Regions from separate parts of the Mus musculus genome. Here region 2 is linked to region 1. Evidence: chromatin contacts called from public promoter capture Hi-C data. All regions are on one chromosome and are shown on one strand. Each heading gives the region's core, a stretch centred on a gene start, on an enhancer-like site or on the middle of the called end of the contact. The rest is flanking DNA. Distances are from core to core; before and after follow the strand shown. Region 1 overlaps Fbxo31 (F-box protein 31). Region 2 overlaps Slc7a5 (solute carrier family 7 (cationic amino acid transporter, y+ system), member 5).

The links. Capture Hi-C pulls out chosen DNA fragments and counts their contacts.
Region 2: a contact with region 1 is called in a promoter capture Hi-C map of adipose tissue. The contact joins two enhancer-like sites. A contact is called at or near these places in 3 of 39 promoter capture datasets (the SN4741 cell line, hippocampal neurons and pre-B cells) and 1 of 9 other capture datasets (adipose tissue).

The regions. Positions count from the first base shown.
Region 1 is chr8:121,561,174-121,565,729 of GRCm38.p6, reverse strand. The region is part of intron 2 of Fbxo31 (F-box protein 31); the gene reads left to right. Among named protein-coding and RNA genes, the nearest start is that of Fbxo31, 15 kb to the left of the region's middle. Within about 2 kb of position 1,844, at least 49 of the 459 cell types and tissues checked have an H3K27ac peak or open chromatin away from gene starts, as enhancers often do. A contact at or near this core is called in adipose tissue, where this site is marked.
Region 2 is chr8:121,896,716-121,901,271 of GRCm38.p6, reverse strand. The region is part of intron 1 of Slc7a5 (solute carrier family 7 (cationic amino acid transporter, y+ system), member 5); the gene reads left to right. Among named protein-coding and RNA genes, the nearest start is that of Slc7a5, 8.7 kb to the left of the region's middle. Within about 2 kb of position 2,666, at least 379 of the 459 cell types and tissues checked have an H3K27ac peak or open chromatin away from gene starts, as enhancers often do. A contact at or near this core is called in adipose tissue, where this site is marked.

The sequences.
Region 1 (4,556 bases), core at 595-3,094:
GCCTCTGTTCCGTGCTGCCCATCCTTCCGCAGCTCCGATTCCCTCCTCTGTGAGCGCATCAACCCCTGTCTTGTTTCCCATCAGTCCCTTCACTCCCCAGAGCCTCTCCCTCTAAGCTCAGCATCCCTGCCCCCCGTTAGCCTCTCTTCAGAATCCATGGGGCTCATATGTCCCACACTGCAGTCGGGTGGCTGCGGGGCTGCCTGACCCTCATTACAAGCTAGCAGCACAGCTTGCCCCCCAGGAGTGATGAGTGCCGCAGCCTCATCCTCACAGGGACGCAGCTGTGGACGCTGGCCAGGTGTCAGTGTCTCGTGACAGCCCATGGAGCACACAGGGATGGCGTTCCTCAGAGCTGTGCTCCTCTGTCCTGAGGGAGAACCCTCCCAGGTACAGGGTCTGGAGACGTTGTCGTGTGGTGGAGGCAGACAGGCAGGCAAGGACAGCGGCGTTCTGCTGTCTGGCTCTGTGAATGTGCTGCAGCTGCAGGGCCAGCCTCTGCCTGCCTCTTAGCACCTGGGTGTTTGCTTTGCATCAGCCAGAGCGTACTGCACACTGAGTATGGGAGCTGAGGTTCTGAAAGTCTGCAAACACTCCTAAGCTGGGCCTGATGGCTGAGGGGAGTCAGCCTGAGCCCCTGAACAGGTGGCCGCTCCAGCCAGTCTGGATTCAGCAGTGAGAGATGTGATGTCTTAGAACACACATCGTGAGGACAGGAGAGTGTGAAGCCGTGCCTCTGTAGGGACAGAACCCTCCACGACTTTACGGACCTGTCAGCCATACTGCTCTCCCACTCCTGGATCCCAGGGGCCACCAGAGTTTATGGCTGCAGCGAGTCGCAATAAACGTGGAGACATGCCCCATAGTGCAGCTGACCTGGCCAGTCTGGCACTGTCTGACCCCCCAGAAGTAGGAGTAGCAGGAGGAAGAGGATGTCAGGTCACATCACATGGCAGCCGCTCACCTGTGAGGGGACCCTCAGCCTTTCCTGCTGTGTCCGTTCAGGTATAAATCCTCGAGTGAAGTCAGGACGCTTCATGAAAATTCTCCCCGATTATGAGCACATGGAGTACAGAGATGTGTACACCTGCCGTACGTACCTCACGCCCTGCGCTGTGGCTGCTGCTGCTGCTGCTGCTGCTGCATGGGCGATAGCAGGCGGGTGGGTGGGCGGGCAGACTCGCTTCCCACCCTGGGAGATGCTGTCCCGGCTTTTTCTCCTTTCCTCTGCTGCAGCTGTGGTGGGTCGCGCTGAGTGGTAGCCTAGGCTCTCTGTGTATGGACTGAGTTTCCACAGTAGCTTCTAGGGTCTTGGGCAGCCCTGTAGAAGTTAGGTCAGGTTCTGCCTCCCAGCCCCGTGCTCCCAGAAATAAGACTCAGACTCAAAATATGACAGGTGCTGCAGCCATACAATACAAAAAGACGTTCTCCACAACACAGTTGTTGGTTTAGGCAAGAACAGCTCACTAATATTTTTTTAATGCAATTGCAGAAAAAGTCAGGTAGAGCAGAGAATAAAGGCCTCTAAAGCTCCTCCATTCTAAAATAACACAGAACTGGGCTCAGCGCCACGTGCCTGTCAGCCTAGCACTCAAGAGGCTGAGGCAGGAGGATTGCTGTGAGTTCTGGGACAGCGTGAGGTATAGAATGGGACTACCGTCAAAAACAAAACAAGACTCCCCTCCTCCCCAAAAAGGCCCCAGAAGAAATGTAAACCAACATCTGCGTTTATTAGTTACTTGTGTGAGTGCACAGGACATTCCTGTGTACTGTCCCGGTCCTCCCCTCCCCTCCCCTCCCCTCCCCCCATGTCAGACAAGGGGTGGATAAACATGCTTGCCCTGTTGCCTGGTTACCTGAACTGACTCCATCCAGTTGTCTGGCCTCCAGGTTCCTTGTGGCACATGTGTACACACATACAAATAAATAAGATTTAAAAAATAAAAATAAAAAAAGCCACCGGCTTTCCCTCTCTGACTGGGCGCAGGAGACTTTTTTTTTTTTTTGATGCTGTGAGGATTGGGGAGAGGATTTCAGCTGTCAAGAAAGACCAGAGCTGGAGAGGTCTTGCCTGCCGTTCCTGCTCTTGGTGGAGGCAGGAGAATTGGGTTCAAAGCCGGCTTTGGCCGTATAGTAAGCAGGAGGCGAGTTCTATTTCCAACAACCACCCCCCACCCAAACAAACAGGCTGTGAATGACCTTTTCCTGTCTAACAAAAGCAACGACAAGCTTGTGACTTATTTCCCAGAGTGCCACCAAGGTCTGGACACCAGGTTCTGGCTCCCCGAGGGGACAGTCCCGGCTTTGTGACATGCTGCCTTTGTCTGGTGTGCTCCTGGGCTGTGTTGGCACTTTGAATAGCTGCTAACACACACCTTTGCTTACATTGGCTGGCACAGAGGTGGACTGACTGCCAAGGTCATGGCCAGGGTATGGGAAGACTTGGACATGGCAGGGCACGGGACCTGGGAGGGCTGGCGGTGTGCAGATTGCAGACACTTCCCACACGGTGTTGGACGGGGTTTCTAGAACACTGTGTCCTGGGCCCAGTAGCCCTCTCTGCTGAGCAGAGAGAGAGCCGCAAGTCCTGCCAGCCCCACCGGGTTCAAGGGAGGTGGGGAGGAGGGGCGTGGTTCTGGGAAGCCTTGAGGACAGCTGGCCCCATGTAGGGCCACATGAGATATTTCTGGAACTGCCTGGATGCTCAGCCCTCCCGGCGGTCTGTGAAGAGTGTGGAGTCCTCCTCATTTCTGGGTGGTGCTGCTGAGTGCCTGGACTTCAGCCTCCTGTTTGGTGGCCCTGCGGCTTGTCAGTGGCAGGGTGGCGGTGGCTGTCCAGCCAAGGTTCAAGTACATTTGAGTCACACAGCACTTGGTAGGGGCATCCCTGGTAGTGAGCCCCTGGTGTGCCAGAGAAGAAGAAAACGAGGCCCAGCACCTGACCTCTTGCCCTTTCACCTTTGGCTTCCAGGCACGTAGCGCCAGCTGGGCTCTCAGCGGGCTCTCTCACCAGCCTGCTGTGACACCTTGCCACAGGAAGGCTTTGGGAGCAGGCCCTACCTGGGCTGCTGCCTGAGGGGGGACTTGTGCATGAAGATGAAGGCCCTTGGACCCCAGGCTCCTGGGCTGGATGGGCTGAGAAGAACCTTGAGACATGTCCTGAGGGCAGGACTGTCCCAAGCCGACTCAAGGTGCCACAGATCTGTGCACTGCCAGTGTATTAGAGTATTCAGGGACTCCTGTCTTTGGATGGAGCTGTTGTCTGTCTGTCACTTAGAGTGACCGTGGGTGCTCCTGAGGTCAGAGGCAGGTGCAGGACCAAGGACAAGGAGGGACTTGGTAACAGGATGTGATGGCCCCTGAGATGCCTGGGCCGCACACTGGAGTGTGGTGGGAAGCCCCCTACGGAGCTCCAGCCCCGACCCTCCCCAAGGAGCCGCTAACACTGACTCCTCCAGAGTGGCGGGGAGCGCCTTGGAAAGTCTAACAGCAGATGCATAGGGTGATCTCATCTCCTGATTCTTACCATGCACCGGGGACTGCTGGCTGTGACCCAGTGACTAGGATGAGACAGGACGGTTAGTCGCATCTTTCTTTTGGACTAGAGGGAAGTGTGGGCCACTCCCAGGCTCAGACGGTCTGCAGAGGGACCTGAAGACATAAACTCAGTTCTTTTCCATCATGGGTGGCAGCCATGTTTGAGGTTTTGCTGTGTTTCAGAATATTGCTTCTCTGGCTTTGTCCTGGGTGAGTCTGGGCTGTCACTCCAGATAGCACAGGACTCGCCCTGGGAGGCAGGTTGGTTCAGTGGGCTTTGTAGGCATTTGTAGACTAAGTGCTGGGAGCAGCGGCTGGTTTCTTCTCGGGATGTCCAGCTCTCTGGCTGGTGTGAGCGGAAGGGAGGAGGCTGGCTTCTTCCCAGGGTTTGTGTGTAACTCAACGTTGGCCCAGCCAGATGGAGTTGTCGTCCCAGTTCCTGCAGCACACGGTCACTAATGTTTGTGAAGGCAGTTGTTTTTTCTCCAGTGATTCTGAAATGGGTCATTTCACCAGCTTTTTTTTTTCTTTTTAATATATATTATTTTTCAATTGTAAGCGATGGCAGAACATTACCTTTTTCATACTCCCTCTTACACTCTCACCTCCTTTTTTATTTTATTTTTATTTTTTATTTTTTTGGTTTTTTGAGACAGGGTTTCTCTGTGTAGCCCTGGCTGTCCTGGAACTCACTTTGTAGACCAGGCTGGCCTCGAACTCAGAAACCCGCCTGCTTCTGCCTCCCGAGTGCTGGGATTAAAGGCGTGAGCCCCCATGCCCGGCTTAATTTTTTTTTTAAGGATTTATTTTATTATATGTCAGTACACTGTAGCTGTTTTTAGACACACCAGATGAAGGTGTCAGATCTCATTATGGATGGTTGTGAGCCACCATGTGGTTGCTGGGATTTGAACTCAGGACCTTCGGAAGAGCAGTTAGTGCTCTTAACCGTTGAGCCATCTCTCTAGTGGGCTCTCTCCTCCTTACGCTGCAGGATGACACAGTGGCCACTCCTAGACG
Region 2 (4,556 bases), core at 1,417-3,916, 330 kb before region 1:
TGTAGATGTGAGAGTCTACACTTAGCTGGTGATGAGAATCCCATACATTCTCACGGAGAGTCGCTCCTGTGGATATCCAACACAGCAGTAATCAGATCAGTGGGGGACCACGAAGCCCCTGGCCTGGGGTTTAAGCCAGTGGTGGCAGTGGCTCTGCAGAGTAGGAGCAGAGGCAGAGGTGTCAGACATCCTGGGGGCTGGGGGGCAAGGCAGCTTCTGGAGGTACCAGGAACACTTGCAACTCTGTCTTCAGGAAACCTGCTTCAGAAGTCTTGGGGAGTCACTAGGGGTGAATGGGTGTTTTGTTTTGTTTTAAAATTTATTTATTTCATGTATATGAGTACACTGTAAATGTCTTCAGACACACCAGAAGAAGGGGTTGTGAGTCACTGTGTGGTTGCTGGGATTTAAACTCAGGACCTCTGGAAGAGCACTCATTGCTTTTAACCGCTGAGCCATCTCTCCTGCCTATGTTTCATCTTACTAAGCTGATGTTTTCTGGCCTGTTGAAAGGATATGCCAGGCTTGTTTGAATAGTCAGGGACACCTGCACCCCTGGAACTGTCTGTGGTTGACTAGTGCTCAGTGTATATGAGGCCTGAGTCCCATCCCACACCGAGAGGAAGATACTGGAGAATCCACATAGACCTGAGGATGGGGCACAGGTGTGGTGGTATGTGCCTGAGTTCAAGGACAGCATCTATAGAGCGAGCTCTGGGACAGCTAGGGCTACACAGAGAAACCCTGTCTCAAATTTAAGAAACAAAACATTGAAGACTCCACAGCAGCTACGTTCCTCGGATGTGCCAGGATTCTCGGCCCATCAGAGTGACATCCTATGCTGGAGTTGGATCACACCCTGCAGGTTTCCTGACCTGTGTGGCTACATGCATACTTGGGAGCCCAGGAAAGGGATTCTAGAGAAGTCACCCATTGTATCTAAGTGGGCAACCTGGGCTAATGGCCCTAGCATGTGGGAGCTTGCTGACCTTAGAGGCTCGGCTGTCTTGGACTTGTCTGGGTGGGATCGCCAGTGATTGGGGGGGGGGGCTGTTTTTACCAGCACCTGAGGAGTCTAGGAGTCTGTCTGGCTAGGATGAGTACTGGGGTAACTGGCCACCTGGTTATTGCCAGACAGATCTTGAACCTGCACAGAGGCTCACTGGGGCTCTTTTGGGCTCTACCTGAGAGACTTGAGTGGGGAACCTGAAACACCCAGACTTTAAGGAGTAAGGAAGTACTACTGATGTCGGGAGTCCTGGGTCCATCAGGGAATCCCTGCGTGTGCTGACTGACTCGATTCAGATGGAGCTAGGATCACCTCCAGACAGGTCATCTAAGCCCACCCAGGCTCAGGCCTTCGTCCAATCAGTGGGCCAAGGATAGATGCACCCTGGGGGACCAGTCATGCTTCCTGGAACCAGTGAAGCCACCAGCCACTTGCTCTACCCTGCCCCAGGAGGCCTGGGAGACTTGGTGGGAGAGTGTGGGCAGCACCAGCCCCATGAGTTTCTACCTCCTGCCCATTGTACTGAGGCAGCAGCTCCGGCCGTCACATTTGGCCCTTTAGGGAAGAGATTCTGGTGCCTGCTCAGCCATGGGTCAGGTGGTATCAGGGTGAGCCTAGGACTTCTCCCATGGCCCGAGCACTGTTTTGCTGACCCAGCCAGACAGTAAAGGGTCTCTCCAGCACTCTGAAGTGTGAGCCGTGGAGCCTGAGTGTCCCCATGCAGGTGGCTAGGGATGAGAACTAACCTTGTGAAGAACATCACTATTAGGCCCGTGGGCCAAGGGCCTGACCTGCATAGCTATCTGCACCCAGGATGAGGCTCTGGGCTTTTTATCTCACAGGTCCAGCTGTTAGCCAGCACAGCCACATTTATCTATTGGTGTCACGTGGGGAACCCCCAAAAGGACCAGCCTTTCGCCTCCTACGCTAAGGCCAGGCTATCCCCTTGTCACGGCACAGTCCTGCTGGCTTTGTCTTTGGTGGGGAGACAGTGACGAGGTGGTGGATTGTCTGGGTAGGGAACTGAGGTTCCTTCCGGTCGGTCTTCTGACCGCCTCTCATGACAGTGTCTCGAGAAGGCCAGAAGCCCCTGGACCCAGATGAATTCATTCATTTATTTCAGATTGTTTGGTTTTGAAAGCGGGGCTGCGGGGCATAATAATCCCTTGTCCGCTTGTTCCCGAGTCAGTGCGCATTACCGGTTTACCACCTGCTCTGGCTTTTATAAGAGACTTGAAAGTATAGAGTCTCTTTTGTTCTGTCTTCTTCTGATGTCAGAGGAGAAGTCGTCAGCTAGGAAGAAGTTCAACCCCAGTTGCCGAGGCCCGTGCTGGCCCTTCTCTGTCCACTTGGCCTGCAGTCTGGGATCAGACCTGGTTTTGGCAGGAGAGAAGCTGGCTTGGCCCAGACAGGGCAGGGTATTAGAGTAGCAGAGGGGCCCACTGGGACAGTGAGGATAGTGGTTCAATACACTGCTCCCTTCTGAGAGGTTTAGAGGGGCACCTCCTACAGGGCGACTCAGCAGAGGCACAGTTCCTGGAGCCCAGAGCAGTGTCATACTTTCCCTTAGAGACCACAGCTGTCAAGGCTGAGGCTGTAGGCTTTGGGCTTAGCCACACCCCTCCTGCTGGCTCACCCCAGCCAAATGGGATCTGGCTAGTGATGCAATCTGCCAGCCTCTTGCACACCAGAAGGGTGTGTGGGGAGGCGGGATCAAGGGAGGCTCGGCTGCTCTGCAAGTTTCTTTGTCAGTACCTATAAGGAAATGTGGGACTGTCTAAGGAAAGCTGTCAGATTGGTGACCTGTGGGGGAAGGGACAAGGGCGATGGGGGAAGCCTCTCAGGGGGTGGGGGCCTGTGTTCATCCCACAGTCTCCTCTTACTCCTTTACTCTGGGAGACATGGGAGTTTTCAAGCAAGTCACTGCGGTACAGCGGCAGCAACTGCAGTAGCAGCTACACAGGCAAGGGAGCTTTCTCTAGTCTAGTCACAGCCGGTGTTACATCAGCCGGAGCTATAAAGAGGGAGGTGACTCAGTGCAAATGAGTGTTCTGGCTTCCTGGAGGTAAAGCAACTGCTGTAGCCTCCATCACCAGCACCAGGGAGTCTTCCTGCTTCCCTTCCACCTGAAGTTTGCCATGGCCAGATAATTAATGCAGATTCCTGTCTTTGTGGTCTGTTCACCAAACTGCATCATGACATATAATTAGTCTGGCTGCCTGGCATCTGCGAGGCCTGAGTCGGCACAGCCTTTGTGGGAGCTGCTCCCTCTACATCCTGGAGAAGTCGGGATTCTGGTAAACTGGGGCCACTCAGGCTGTACTGGTTAATGTTTGACCAAGGCAAGCCAGGAACTCCCCTCCCCCATAGTGGAGGCTCTCTAGCTCTCTTGGGGCTAGAGCTGAGGAAGCTGGGGGCTCTAGTATGGGGACCCAGCTGCTACCAAGGTGGCGAGGTAGGTGTGCTCACTGGTTTTACAGTGTTTTCATTTATGTTTACACAGAGTACAGTGTTAAAACCCAGTTCCTCACTCCACAGACAACTGCATACACTTGTCAAGGTCTCAGGGTTCCTTTAGGGGACCAGGCAGCACTGGTAATTGCTTCCTGCAGCCCCCCTGGTACCCTGGGTCCCTGAGGCCCTGCCTTCACACTGTGTGGTTCAGTTGCTCAGTTGTCTACAAAATATTACCTGTGGTTCATGTTTAATATATGCTGATCAAATGGCAGTGCAGTGGGACATGTTGCTGTTTTGTCATGCCCTGAGCCCACCTGCAACCGCTTGTGAGAGCACCTGTTCCCCTCGGTTCCCACCTGCAGCCGCACGTGAGAGCACCTGTTCCCCTCGGTTTCCACCTGCAGCCGCACATGAGAGCACCTGTTCCCCTCGGTTTCCACCTGCAGCTGGTGCCCACCTTGCCCCATTGTTCCCCTCTCGGCTTATCAGATTCACACAGACAAGGTGCCTCCCTGCTTTCACCAAGCCTGGGAAAGGTTGTCTTTGAGGAGAGGTCACCTTACTGTTCACAGTGCTGTGCTTGACCCTAGCGCTTGCTGTCCCAGGATTAGGGGCCATCCCCCAGGCTGCTTGAATTTCACTTGAGTCTGCACTTCCACAGAGTGGATACACACAGGCAACTGCAGATGAAGGGGTTCTGATGGGGGGAGTCTCTACGGAGGCAGAGACTGCTGAGACATGAAGCCTTAGCCATGCATGGTGGCACATGTCTAATCCCAGCACTCAGGAAGCTGAGTTCAGTGCCAATGGGGCTACAGAGTGGAACCCTGTCTCACAAGGCCAGGTAAAAGGAACTGGGCCTGGTGACACAGGCTTGTCCTCCTGGCACTCAGAAGGCTTTGACAGGAGGAGGAGCTTGAGTCTGAGCCCAGCCTGGTCTACATAGTAAAACCCTATCTATTTAAAAAAAAAAAAAAAGGTTGCTGCAGGCTACCCAGGGCTGCCAGGATCAGGCTCTTTGAAGAATTGATGTTTCTAACCTTTGACCCTGGCCCCAGAGAACCAGCTAGCTTTATCAAAACAAGTCTCA